4 separate regions of the Mus musculus genome follow, and regions 1, 2 and 3 are each linked to region 4. Evidence: chromatin contacts called from public Hi-C and promoter capture Hi-C data. All regions are on one chromosome and are shown on one strand. The core of a region is the stretch at or near the end of the contact, and the rest is flanking DNA. Distances in the headings are between cores, read along the strand shown. Region 1 holds the start of Zup1 (zinc finger containing ubiquitin peptidase 1). Region 2 holds the start of Nt5dc1 (5'-nucleotidase domain containing 1). Region 3 holds the start of Tspyl1 (testis-specific protein, Y-encoded-like 1). Region 4 holds the start of Ncoa7 (nuclear receptor coactivator 7).

Region 1 (3,205 bases), core at 135-2,634, 3.1 Mb before region 4:
TTTGTAGCTGCATTGGTGTTCCTGTCCTCCACTGGAAGCTTTGCCTGTGAAGAAACACAGGAAACCTGCCCCAATCTCTGCGCGTCAAATACTGCACTCTCCTGTCCCTGCATGCAGCCAGAGCAGTTAGTACCCCTTTCCCCTAACATAGATGCTTCAGGCCTTATGAAGAGGGCAGACAAAAGAGAGCCCAATCTGGCGCCGGAATATTGTGATCCTTCCTTCATAAAAGCACTCTCCCAAGCACAGATGGCTCCGACCTTTGAAGGAGACAGGAGTTAGTATTCTCGAAGTGATAAAGTCCACTCATTCTCAGGCAGCTGTGACTGCGTTATAAAAACACGCTGGTCTTTGATAAGTTATGTCTTCCCAGGTCAAAAAGGTCTTGTTCCAGCTGCGCAATTCCTCCTCCCTGTCTGAACAAATACTATCGGTTCTCTTTTCCTCTTCCCAATCATGTAACACCAGGGGTTGAGAGCCCCAGTTTATGCATCCTCCTATATATACCTTAAACCCCTAGATTTAGGGGTCACTGTGCATTGGGAAAGATAGCGAACCGGGTCCCGGTTAATAAAAACTCTTTGTATATTACATTTGGTCTTCCAATTTCTGGCAGTCTCCTGGGGTTCCCGCAAACTGGGCATAACAACCTGGTTACAGAAGATGGCCAGTTCATCTTTTTTCGTTAACTAATACTGTCTTGGAGGAAAAGACGAGTCAAGTGGGAAGCTGATGAAGGAGGAAATCTGGAAGCAGAGTTTTAGTTGCCCCTTGTTTAGACATTCCACAAAGTTCTGTTTTCTGAACGTTTTTATACCTCTGGAGAAATGATTTCATTGTTGTTGGCCTCGCAGCTAATGGTTAACTGCTAATGTGCTCATTTTTAGCTTGAAAATGTTCTGTAAGAGTACTTTCACTCTTACAATGACTTCGAATTTTTTTTTTTTTTTACTAAAAGAAGGAATTCTACTAAAGGAAATAGTATTTCCTCCATGCATCACGTTCAACGATACCCAATAATTTAAAAATATTATACTTGTCAGATTATGTCATCCTCATATTTAAACACGTCCGTAGTTGCCTCGTAGATCAATCCCCCAGAGGGAGAAACAGACTGTTAACACTGGATAAGCAACTTTGTAATATTGACAAAGGAACTTGTCTTAATTAACCCGCAGAACATAATTTAGAGCTCAGATACTGTGTAAACAGGAACAGGTGTTTGCCGCAGAATCAGACATTTAAATGTACTCAGAATCTAGTTACGGTTTTAGCATATCTGGAGTGGAAACTGCAACTGGAAGGTGGGAGGGGCAGTGATGCTCTGATGTGCAAGCGAAAGTTGCAAAAATCCCTCACAAGTCCCACAATGCACCGCAACTCAGACGGATCTGCAGCGGGGCATGCTGGGATCTCTACCCTCTCTGGCCAGTGAGGAAGGTCTGTTGTGACTGCGGAGGACTCTTGGAGGCCTGGGCTCTCTTTTGGGTCGCGGCGCGGCAGTCTCGGGAGGTCTGTCCTTGGCGATCGGGCGGGCTGTGTGGGGCGCGCTTTCGGGCGGTGGCTGGCTCCTGCGGTGGGGAGGAGCGGCGGTCTAGCCGTGGGTCCGGGTCTGCAGGCCGGCTCCGGGTGGCCGCAGGTCCGGTTCCCTGCGCCCCACCGGTGCGACGTTGGCTCAGAACTTTGACAGATTCGGGCCTTACCACCTTCGCCATCCCGTACCCAGGCTAGCCCTTCGAAGGTCCCCCCTTACTTGTAGTGTGTCCTTTATCTGCAGTGCCCCAGTCCTTGGAAGAAACGAAACTAGGTATCGATAGAACTTCCTTCTAGAAACAGAAACTTATTACTGTCTGAAGAGAAACGAGAAAAAGGAAAATGTAGAAAGATTTTGTAAAGCTGAAATTAGATGAAGGGAATAGTTGCCCTCGTTTTTCCTTCCTATTACTAAAATACGTGACAGCCAGGTGATAGTCTAGGGGAAGGTCTGGGTTTGTGATTGCGTTAAAAGGTTTTGTTTTGTTTTAGCACCTCCCTACAAGTAGTCCATCTCCCATTAGCCCATCAATCTCATAACTCGTTTGAAAATGAACTTCCGAGGGTTGAGCTGTTAGCTAACCTAATGAAACCAGCGTCTATACCCCAGTTTCCTAGATCTTGGCGGTAAGTGCTGTTTTCCTACAATGCTCACAGCTTTTACCTTTGGGCTCTGCGGTGTTTACCTTCCATCGTTATCTGACTGTAGTGACCTGTCTGGTCCAGGGTTTCCATGTATGTAAAACCACAGCAGTGGTATTAAGTTTGACACATATAAAGCTCTGAAGTGAACTAAGGTGGATTTACCCTCCTCATTCTACTACATGCAAGTAAATATGTTGATCAACATTAGCCTTCTGTTTTACTTTATTTTACATGGACAACTTATTAAATATACTTTTTTTTCTACCTGTTGGACGAAATGCCTTGTATTATTGTTTTTTGAGATGGAGTCTCACTATGCAGCCCTGAATGGTTTGGAACTCAGCTATGGCTGGCCTCCAACTAACAGATCCACCTGCTCTCTGCCTCAGGAGTGCTGAGATTAAAAGGGTGTATCACCAATGCCTTGTTGAAATGTTTTACTCATAAATTTTCTTATTATTACCTCTGATATCTTGACATTCAGGCACAATATCCTTTATCTAGAATATGTAGAAATACAATACTAAACATAAAGTTTGTTTGTGTCATATATAGCTTGTATTTTAAAACATATTTCTCTGTATGTATTTCTATTTTCAGTGTGCCAGTGTTTTGACTGTCCTACATCGTGTGATCAGGCATAGATCCACTTGGGACCTGTCTGCTCAGAAGGTTTGAGATCAGGCATAGATCCACTGGGACATGTCAGCTCAGAAGGTTTGGATTTTGGAGCATATGGAGTTTAAATTTTTGGATTAAGAATGCTTGACCTGTAGCTAGGCTTTCTTAGGACATATTATAAATAAGTGTGTTTATTTAAGGAATGATAAGTACAGTGAATTTTTCTTTGCCAAAGCTAATATAGCTCTAAATACTCCACAGAAGAGTCCCAAATCATTTTTATGAAATGTGCTTTTCTTCAACTTTGACTTTCAAATTTACAATTTTGTTTTACTTCTATTCTAGGCCCATGCTCTGCCATGCTTTCCTGCAACATATGTGGTGAAACTGTAAACTCAGAACCAGA
Region 2 (3,384 bases), core at 713-3,212, 3.6 Mb before region 4:
TCTTCATAGAAAAACTCAATTAAAAGCAGGATAATCAAATAACCACCAGTGTAATGGGCTATTTCCTGGTTGTTAGCTTGACTATATCCGAAATGAACTACAATCCAGAACTGGAGGGCTCACCTGTGATCCAGATTTTGAGGCTGGAAGACACAAGTTTCTGATCTGGCTCTTGTCATGGAGATCTTGAGACATGATGACCGTGAAAAGCTTAGGCTCAGGCAAGGTAGTACAGGCCTTTAATCCCAGGAGACTGAGGCAAGGTGATATCTGGATTCAAGGTCAGCCTGGGACAAAGCAAGTCCTAGATCCAGGCATGGTGGTATGCACCTTTAATCTGAGCCACACTTTCTCATAGAAGCCTACCCAGGGACATTGGAAGAAGGAAGATTCACTCTTTTTCTTTTTCTTTTTTATTAATATTTTTTATTACTACGTATTTTCCTCAATTACATTTAGAATGCTATCCCCCATACCCCCCACACACACACACTTCCCTACCCACCCATTCCCATTTTTGGGCCCTGGCATTCCCCTGTACTGGGGCATATAAAGTTTGCGTGTCCAATAGGCCTCTCTTTCCAGTGATGGCCGACTAGGCCATCTTTTGATACATATGCAGCTAGAGTCAAGAGCTCCGGGGTACTGGTTAGTTCATATTGTTGTTCCACCTATAGGGTTGTAGATCCCTTTAGCTCCTTGGATATGTTCTCTAGCTCCTCCATTGGGGGCTTTGTGATCCATCCAATAGCTGACTGTGAGCATCCACTTCTGTGTTTGCTAGGCCCCAGCCTAGTCTCACAAGACCTACTTCTACAGAAGACCAGTTCAAACAACTAGCCTCACGGGACGGAGCAACTACCAAACTCTTCGAATTCCTATTAACAGTTGACCAATGCTCGGTGAGTTGAACTACAGACTATAAGTCATCACAATACATTCCTTTAATATATAGAGAACTCATTCCATAAGTTCTGTGTCTTTAGAGAACCCTGACTAATACAACCAGCCTTGGTGTTTTTGGTAAGGTGGTCTTCCATAATACGTAATATATTTTTTAATGCATTCCAATGGCTGAAATGATGCCAGGAATGTCTTTCATGTCTTATTACCAAACTATAGAGTAATAAAGCTGTTGATTCAACTTTCAAAGTCCACTTACCAAACTGTATGCTAAAGGGGTCTGTATTAGTCAGAGTTTTACTGCTGTGAACAGACACCATGACCAAGGCAAGTCTTATAAAAAACAACATTTAATTGGGGCTGGCTTACAGGTACAGAGGTTCAGTCCATTATCATCAAGGTGGGAGCATGGCAGCATCCAGGCAGGCATGGTGCAGGCAGAGCTGAGCGTTCTATGTCTTCATCCAAAGGCTGCTAGTGGAAGACTGACTTCCAGGCAACTAGGGTGAGGATCTTATGCCCACGCCCACAGTGACACACCTATTCCAACCTGGTCACACCTATTCCAACAAGGCCACACCTCCAAATGGTGTCACTCCCTAGTCCAAGAATATACAAACCATCACAGGGTCCAACAGTTATTTGTGCTCATAATTTTCTCACACACTGCTCCCACACTCAAGCCTCAAGGGATGAGGTTTCACTGGTATCATTTAGTAGTGTGGCGCCTGAAAAATGAACGAGAATTCCCACTAATTCTGTGAAACCTTAAGCTACATTAAGGACATTGGCTAGCAGGGTCCTAGTTGAGCATTTTAGCTCCTGCTGCACTGTACTAGCTGGAAGCAAGCCGTGGAACTGGCCTGAACCAGCCAGCAAAACTGGGGCGATCCAGGAGGCAGACAGGCCACTGACTTGGAGACGCGGGAGTGTGCTCAGAACCCGCCCTACTTGACTAGCTCCTCCCGACCAGACCACGCCCCGCCCGTCTGTCTTATATAAGCCTCCGCCCCGCCAAGCTCCGCCCCGTCAAGCCCCGCCCCGTCAAGCCCCGCCCCGCTCCGCGTCCTGCCTGCGAGTTACGCTTGTAGAGTCCCGGCAACTTCTCGCATGCTCTACCGGCCTTCCGGTCTGCGTTACCCGCCGCTGCCCTGCCATGGCTCAGCACTTCTCCCTGGGCGCCTGCGACGTGGTCGGCTTCGATCTCGACCACACGCTGTGCCGCTACAACCTGCCCGAGAGCGCCCGGGTGAGTGGCACGGACAGCCTCTAAAGGCGGCTGTGTAGAGTGTCGTAGGTCCCCGGCCGCTGGGCGGAAGTGTACTTTCAGGGGTTCTGCGGTCTTGAGGAGGAAGCCAGGGGCAGAAGATAGCGCAAGACCGAGCCGGGAAGCCGACTTGTAGAACCCTGAAAAAGCGGGGTCAGGGGCTTTGTGTGTCATTTGTTGATCCCAGGCCCTATTATTTTTTCCAACTCCTCTGGGCACCAGCTGAGTGGGTACAGCCACTTGTTTTGAACTTCAAGAAAACATGGCTGCATCTTTCCTTTTGCACACCCAAGTAATCACCTGTCAGAGTTTAAGTATTTCATACAGGGAGAGACTGTATAATAAATAGTATTGTGAGAAACACTGGGAGAAGTCGTTAACATCTTAGACCTCCTTTTGTCTTTACCAAGAGAAGAAAACAAGCATTTATTGTGCACGTACTACTTGATCTGTGCGTTTTAAATAAAGTTGTAATCTCAACAGAATCTACCCAGAATATGAGGGGATTAGATTGCTTTATTTGTAGGCTTATACCCTCATCTTAATCGCCCTGCTTTCTCTGACCCTTTGGGTTCACAAGAAACTAAAGAATTAAGAATATCACAGTGAGAAGTCTAAGCAGGACTCTGCAGTCAAAGTCCCTGGTTCGGGACCCTGGCACCAAGTGCCTAGCCCTGTGACACTGGGCAAATAATCTGGGTTCCTTCTCAATTAACCTTTCGAGGATTAAGTGTGCAGCCGATTGTTTGCTATTACGGTTAGCACCCACCACATCACTAGTGCAGACCACAGTCAGTGTAGTCCTGTCAGTGCCCCAGTTGGTCAGATTCTCCAAAATCAAAAATGAGGCTCCTGAATCACTCCGGTGTGTTTTCAAGCATACAGATGCTTTAAAAAAAAAAAAAGGTGTGTGTCCCTGCTGGGGCTCTGTTTTGCTTGCCAGTTGCACAGATCTCATTTCCTTTCTCATAGTTTAAAGACATTTAAGTCTTGGTCCTTTGGCTACTCTTTCAGAGTGTTCTCTGGGTGCTAATTTCTTTCCTTCCACGGCGTTCAGATTCCAGTCTGGTTCATCTTATGCCCTTCATCTGTATTCACTGTCGTTCATGGAGAATGTTGTTTAACCTCTGTCATGTTAAAAAGCCAGTTTTGTGCGTGTGTGAGCATACACATTTTAGGATAGAAGATTCAGAAGATACTCTACTGCAAGTTTT
Region 3 (3,738 bases), core at 389-2,888, 3.5 Mb before region 4:
ATGTTTAGGCTCAGCAACTGTCCAAAAACTCTGTGTCCACGTTGCCACATGATGAACAGATAAATAGAAGGGCCCCCAGTTAAAGCAAGACATCTAGGTGGCAGTAAACAGGTAAGACTGAAAACAATAGGGTCCAAACAGTGTAAAGGCAGTGTAACATACAGTTTCATTGTTGAGCTTAGAAAGGGTATAAGCCAGGGCCGTGAACCAGCAGATACTAATTCAGAACAGCATGAAGGCCATGGGAAAGCAGAAGCATGTCCAGTCTTAATCTCGAGGTGGAGACTATCCAGATAGAAGATGCAGAAAAGTCAGGAGGAAAGAAATCAAAACACTGCATACCCGTTGCATTTGCTCAAGCACAGGTGAGAAGGGACCAGTTCCGGCCGCATTTTCAAATGCAAAGATTAACCTGACTGGAAGCCAAAAGGCCTGGGAATCTCCACTGGCTCCCTTATTGGGCGACGTCGGGGTCTACGGATTCCTTCACGACACAGGTAGTATTGCAGTGGGTTTGGCCACAGATCCTCTTTGATAATCTCAGCGATTCTGTCAGATTCTGGAAGGCTGTGGTCCGAGAACCAGGTGAAGAAGCTGCAAATGAGATCTTGGTTTCTGCGAATGAAGGACTGGGGCTCATGCCCTCTCCGCCAAATGATTGGAGTGGAAAGAGACACCACTCGACCAGATGATCTCACTTCATATTCCTTGACAATCAGCTTGTTTCTGAAGTAGGGGTTTCTTCGAAAAAAGAACTTGAATTTGCAGCCAGTCTTAGGGTGTCTCAGTTCCTTCACCTCCAGACTGGTTACGTACCTTAACATCTCTGCATCCCGACCCCTAATCATGGCGGACAACTGAGGGTGGTTCCGGAAGGCAGTCATCCAGAAGCCTGGGATATTCTGAATGATGTAGTTCCTCCGTTCCAGGTAGTGTCGTCGCATTCGCCCAAACTTCTGCTCCAGATGTTGGAAGGCCCTGTCGGCCTGAGCATTCACAGTGTCCAGTTCCAGCTGGATGGCCTCCAGCGGGTTCCTGCGAAGATCTATGCCCAGGTGCCAGGGCCCTGCCTCCTCCGGCGCCTCCCTCACTCCTCCACTCGCCTCCAGCATCTCCATTTCTTCGCCCGCGGGCTTCTGCTCCACCTCCATCACCTCCTCGCTCCCTGGCGTGGCCACTTCTGACTTTTCCGCTGCAGCCGCGACGGTGCCCGGTTCCGTCTTCACGTCACGGGCCTGGGACTCCGCTCCCCGAGTTTCTTGGGCCTTCTCCACATATTTCGGTGTCACGAACACCGCTGCCGCGGGGCCCCGAACGGAAGGAGGTGACTCTCCCTGCCTAGCTGCGGCCACCCGAATCTGGGGGACAAGGCCCTCGACATCTCGGGGCGCGGGGCTCCCCACGATCCCTGCGCGGCCCTCACCTGTCACCGCCTTCTCCTCGCCGAGCAGCGGTCGCCGGTCTGGGGTCCCCGAGACAGTGTCAGCATCGCAGTGGCCGCGGCTGTCGGGGACAGGGGTCCCCTCGTCCCGCTCCGGGCTGCTCATGTCGGGTCTAGTCGCGCAGACCTCCGCCTACAAACAACAACCCTCACGGTCCCCCGCAACCCCAGCTCCGCCCCTCGCTCTCTCCAGCGCAGTGACGCCAGAGCCACAGCCCGCAAGTCTCGCGAGAACCTGCAGCGCACCTGATTGGTTCTTCAGCTCGTGACTTCCGTATTTGTTTGGCTTCTGTAAATGTAGCGGATAGCGGTTGTCACGTTTGTTTCCGTAAAGGGATGTCAATCATCCTAGGAGACTGAAGACAGTGGCGGGGCTTCTGGACCTGGCTTCTGGACCCTTCGCCCGCATCCGGGCTGCAGCCGTGTGTGTGTCTGTGTCTGCAAACAAGTTCATCCCCTTTCCACTTATGTGGAACGGTAAAAACACCTCCTGGTATTAGACAAAGCTAGGAGCCAAATGTTTGTATTAACCAAGGTGAATGCCACGGTTCCCCACCACCACCACCACCACCACCACCACCACCACCACCACCACAGAACTGAAAAAAATAATGAAGTCTAGCTTGGTGTGATGGCCCTTGTCTGTCGCCTCAGTGCTCTGGTGCTGAGGAGGATCGTTGACTTGGAGGCTAACCTGGGCTGCATACACGTTGGCTCAAAATAATAATAAAAACTCAGTTCTATTCTAAGCTCTGACGTTACTGGGGAACAAAGATCTGTGGGTTTGCTTTGGGAATTATTCTTTTTGGAAAAGATTTTGTGGTCATCATTAATGATTGTTTTTACTGGTGTGTCTTGCACCGTGGCATCGAATAGTTTGCATAACAATCCTCTGATGTATTAAGATATCCATTTTATTGAGACAAGGAGAGACTGGGTCTCTTACCAGAATAACATAGAAAATGACAGAGCGATGATTTGAGCCCTGGACATTTGATTCCCGGGTTCTCTGAACGGGATGTGACGTCACTTTAGGACATAGGCATAAATGCATAGTCTATATCAAGTTGATACATATTTTCTCCCACCTCCTTTCCGCATCCATAAATAGATTAATATTTAAGAACACATTCATTTCCTTTCTGTTTTGAGAAAAAGAAGGTAGTTATTCGTGGTCCTCAAATTCAAATTTACCAGAAAAATGTCACCTTCTGTATAACAAATATTTCCAAAACACCATTTAACGTTTTTCGATAAAGTTCATAGACAATATAACCCATCTACACACATAAATAGAAAATTTAACAATTTTACTATAAAGCTTACTGTAGTGGTGGCGATTTTAGTATAGCAAAGGGGTCACCGACTTAGGTTATTATAAGAACTATATGACGTGGCATTTATCACAGTGGTAAACGCACCAATAAGAATGGCGTGGTTAGAAAATTACACATCTCATAAAAGTAACTGCGGATGGAGAGTGACACAGATGCCTATGTCAGGTCTTCTGAAACTGTAATCCAATTTTGGTGAAGTTCTGGTAAATAATGTCTCCTCCTCTCTCCCTTGCACTGTTTCTTCCACACAGAGAAAGGAATTTCCACGGTTAAATTCTTGCTAGGCGTGTTATTTCCAACGACTGTCACTAGAGGGAGCGACTTCTCCTTTAGAAAATGATGCTACACCTATGACAGAATGGATTCTTGTAAATGAAATTGAGCCACAGTCTTTTACTGAGACTAAACTATGAATGTTAGACGATGCATCTTAGACATGATTCATTTTATTATTATTTTCCACTAACTATCATATAGAAGTGTCCACTTGGTTTTGTTTAGTCTGACAAGGTCCCCATTTGTCTTCAACTTGATTCAAGTTCTAGCTTTGGTTTGTTTGACCTGGACAAGTCACCCCTCTAGGCAGGCAAAGGTGCTTGCTGCGTAGCCTAAAGATAAGTTTAATCCCCAAGACCGGACCAATGGGGAAGAAAGAAAAAATGACTCCTGCAAGTTTTCCTTTGTTCACCACAAGGATCCCCCATGGCACACAAACACACACACACAACCAATCAATGAATTAATTTGATTTGTTTTGATTTTTGTCTTTGTTTTTCAAGACGGTTTCTATGTGTAGCCTTGGCTGTCCTGGAACTCTATCTGGTGCTTACGCCTCCAGAGTGCTGGGATTAAAGGCATGTGCCACCACTGCCCCACAATTTCAAATAATTGTTAATACTTAAAATGGAAACTATCATTTATATTTTAGAACTCTAATATGAAGATGACACAAGATGTATA
Region 4 (3,601 bases), core at 489-2,988:
TAGAAATGTATCCAAGGCCAGCACATGCTGAAGCTGTAGTCCAAAGGCAATCTGTGAATTCTTAAGGATTATCATGCTCTTATGTATATATTCTAATAGTATTTGATCTAGCTGCACCCAAATTACCTCCAATTCTTTCTGTATATCTTTCCTACCCATTGAAATCTGGCAAGCATTCCAGAAGAATTCCCTGTAATAAGGAAATGTTGGGTCCTGTGTTGTCCAAAAGGCAATCACAAGCTTTATTTGTCTTTTTAGAACTTATATGTATAACTAACAGACTGGAAGTCGTAACAATTGTATTTCATTAAGTTTGAATGAACACATTTGACTGATGGGTACTATTCTGGATAAGAGGGATGTAGACGATGCTAATTCCGATTTCTGTGTGAAGACAAGACTCAGATGAATCAGTCAATACTCAGAAGAATCAGTCAATACTCAGTCACAAAAAAGAATGACCAAAGAATCTTTAAATTAGAAGCACCCCCAATCCCAACCATTTGAGTACAACTCCCCATTCTATTCAGACTTTCACTTTAGTGACAAACTATCCTTAGCATGTGATCCATCATGTACTTCCAGGGGAGATAATGAAGACAGTGTCATTGTTTGGCATTGCATTGGAAAACTTGGGGAACACTCTATCAGCAAGTCACCACTTTGAACACATACTCAGTTATACTTTTGCCTAAGAGAAAAGAAATCAAGGCCTATTTTATTTCTCGTCAGAACCTTGGGTTCATAGGCACAAAAGGGTGCTGACCGAGTTAAAGGGTGGGAACAGTACCTGCAGCAGAGCCTGCACTCAAGGTTGATACCAAAAGGGGTGTAAAGAACACAGAAAGAAGTGTCTCCTACTCAAAGCATAAACATGCAAACCCGATGTCAGAATTTACAGATGGTCAGTGCAAAACCAGGAAGTGATTCCATATTTGCATGACCATGTAACATCATCTGCTGCTGAAATCTCAGAGTCATGGCTGCTAAGGGCTTTGCTCCACCCTCCAGAGAGACTGGCAGTACCAAGAAGCAGCAGCAACCTGGGGAAGCCTCTATGTACTGTGTGTGTTGATGGCTTAGGACACACCTGTCACACACACACTTTTTTCTTCCTGTATTTAAGAGTGATCTTCACGATCAGATCCTCCGAGTCATCTTGCAGTTATAGCCACTGGACTGTAAAGGGAACAGCGTCCAATACAGGTTGGAAGCTCACAGAAACAGGGCCCTGGGCTCATACAAAAAAAAAAAGAAAAAACAAAAAAACCTTCCCACTCAGCTGCTCTCCAGCCCCAGCCAAGAGCCAGCTGAACTGCCCGTTGCTACATCGCATTGCCTTGGCTATAAGGTTTACAATTGGGCAGCTTATAGGATGTTGTACCGGGGACAGAAGAAGACAGTGGGCCTCTTTGCCAAAGGCAATGCTGGAAATGACAGAGGATGAATTTATGGTTGCCCCTAGTCCTAGAGCTGGAAGGTGAAGTAAAAGGACTTTAAGGCTCCAGCAAGGGCTCTAACTCCACATGTGCCCATAAGCGCTAACTTCCCTCCAAGATCCAGACAGGAGCCAGCTAAAAGGGATAAGATTAGGGGCCAGGTAAGCAGACCGTACTCGGTTCACTGACTGCCTGACCATCACAGCGTCACAAATGGCCGGGGCCTGCGGAGGCCGCGCGCGCAGCTCTCCGGGGCGGAGCCGCTGGGCCCAGGGTTCGGGGGCCCGAGCCACCTCGAGGCTGTCCAGCCTGCGGCTCCGAGGTCGCACGGGGCAGGCAAGATGTCGCAGCTGCAGCCCGCATCGCTAAGGCGGTCGGCTGAGCTCCCGGGTCCCAGCCGCAGCAGACGAGTGCAGCGCGCGCCCCGGGTCGGGCGGAGCTAGAGGCGGGCGCCGGGCTGGCGTCGCGCCACCGCAGCTCCCCGCCTTCCGCCCAGCTCGCGCCCGGCGCCCTGACCGTGGGTGCTGCTGCAGGTACCTGGGCGAGGCCTCGAGCACCCCGGCGGCGGCTGCTCGGGCCAGATCGGCACTCCGGAGCCCTTCAGGAGCGCACCCCGCAGCGCCTGACGCCTCCCTTAGCTCCTCCTCGGCGGGCGATCCCCTCCCCGGCCCTCCCCCTCCTCCCACCCCGGAGGATGCGCTTCCCAGCGCCCAGCGGCAGAGGCCACGGCTCCCAGAAATGCGTGCTCCCGAACCACTTCGCCCAGACCCGCGGAGCCCGCGCCCCCGCCCAGTAGGTAGGTCGCCGAGGCGGGGCCAGGCCTTGAAGGCTACCGGCTGCTGATGCTGCGGCCAGGAAGAACCGGAGCCTCCCTCCTGGGCTGCCGAGGTGTACTAATGGCGCTGGGCGCAGCCCCCGGGGGACCCGAAACGCTCTGCTTGGAACGTTCGAGGCCGAGCCGGGGCGCAGGGCCACTGGACCCTCCTCGCTAACAATCAGGGGACCCTCGGTTGGGGGCTGGGAGAGCTTGGAAGGATAGGTTGGCGCGGAGCTTCTTTGAAAGGAGACCGTTGCCTTTTTCTCGAGCTCAAGTAGATTGTGTCATTGCATTTTTAAAAAACAGGATCAGCAAATGCGTTCTTCCTGTTCTTTTTGCTAAAATGTAGACGACCACGGTTGTTGTTTTAGAGGTATTTAGGGGTGGTTATGAATTTTTGTGTAATTTACAGCTAGCCGAGTGGTATATAAAGTCAGTGGTGCAAACACTTTAACATTTTGGGTGTCAGTTTAAGGAAAGTCTTTCTAGAAATCAGATTACCTAGGTAGGTGATGGATGAGGCTGGCGTGTTCTCGTAGGATAAAGCTGACTGGAGCCAATGGGTTTGAGAGCTGCAAGTTTGATACAGGTGTCGGGAGTTGAGACTCTGAAAGATGCGCCAGCAGAGGCAGTCTTGTCTCCGGCCTCGCCTTCAACTCTGAGCTGACCCTTGCTTTTCTGAGAATCTGGTTGAGTCTTTTTTTCCTGTTCTTGAAATAAAAGTAATACATTAGGGCTTTTAATAAAATTGTTTCCTCTCAGGCTGCCGTTTTGGATTTTACGTTAAGCAATAAGGTTTAGAATTTTGAAAAAATTGTTATTGTAAGCTCCAATTTTATAAGCACTATTTCAGATTAAAGATTTTGGCTAACTGAATCAATATAAATACTAAGAGGACAGAATCACCATCATTACCAGGTCCTCTTCCCCCTGCTACTCCTCGACCACCCCCCCCTTCTCTTCCCATTCTCTAATTCCCCAATGTTGAATGCCTTATAGCTGTTTGTTGGTTATTTGTTGAATGAATGAAATTGTATTTCAAGATACACATTGTATATAACCCAACCATTTAAAATTATAGTATAAGATTGTTGTTGTTGTTGCTAGTGCAATTAACTGTATTTTAAATAATTGCTTCTTTCTATAAACAGGCTAACTTGGTTATTTTTCATTGACATTTCCGGCGTCAACAGCAAGGCTCTGTTAAGGTTCCCTTCGTGTCCACTTTCCAGTGTTATAGCAATTAATACCATTTCAATTTTACTTTAAAAAAACAATTTAGAAGGCAGAATTTATGTTTAAAGAAATCTATTAAGTTATTTCAGAAGGAGCAGTGATCTGGTTA

Evidence for each region. Promoter capture Hi-C pulls out the DNA fragments that hold promoters and counts their contacts. A called contact is a pair of places that touch in the nucleus more often than the background predicts.
Region 1: a promoter capture Hi-C map of pre-B cells shows a contact between it and region 4. The contact joins the promoter of Zup1 here to the promoter of Ncoa7 in region 4. A contact is called at or near these places in 1 of 39 promoter capture datasets (pre-B cells) and 1 of 484 Hi-C or Micro-C datasets (B cells).
Region 2: a contact with region 4 is called in a Hi-C map of CD8 T cells, with 5 times the contacts expected there. The contact joins the promoter of Nt5dc1 here to the promoter of Ncoa7 in region 4. A contact is called at or near these places in 1 of 39 promoter capture datasets (pre-B cells) and 1 of 484 Hi-C or Micro-C datasets (CD8 T cells).
Region 3: a contact with region 4 is called in a promoter capture Hi-C map of pre-B cells. The contact joins the promoter of Tspyl1 here to the promoter of Ncoa7 in region 4. A contact is called at or near these places in 2 of 39 promoter capture datasets (cranial neural crest and pre-B cells).

What each region holds. Positions count from the first base shown.
Region 1 is chr10:33,949,438-33,952,642 of GRCm38.p6, reverse strand. Zup1 (zinc finger containing ubiquitin peptidase 1) reads left to right here and starts at 1,384. Exons shown (of 11, transcript NM_001359455.1): 1 at 1,384-1,512; 2 at 2,779-2,895; 3 at 3,145-3,205. The coding sequence starts at 3,159.
Region 2 is chr10:34,417,129-34,420,512 of GRCm38.p6, reverse strand. It overlaps Nt5dc1 (5'-nucleotidase domain containing 1), which reads left to right and starts at 1,962. Exons shown (of 12, transcript NM_176968.5): 1 at 1,962-2,152. The coding sequence starts at 2,060.
Region 3 is chr10:34,280,090-34,283,827 of GRCm38.p6, reverse strand. Tspyl1 (testis-specific protein, Y-encoded-like 1) reads right to left here and starts at 1,638. Exons shown (of 1, transcript NM_009433.3): 1 at 1-1,638. The coding sequence starts at 1,547. The coding sequence ends at 408. All of the region lies in intron 1 of Gm26564 (a long non-coding RNA gene), which reads left to right.
Region 4 is chr10:30,801,463-30,805,063 of GRCm38.p6, reverse strand. Ncoa7 (nuclear receptor coactivator 7) reads left to right here and starts at 1,738. Exons shown (of 16, transcript NM_172495.6): 1 at 1,738-2,235.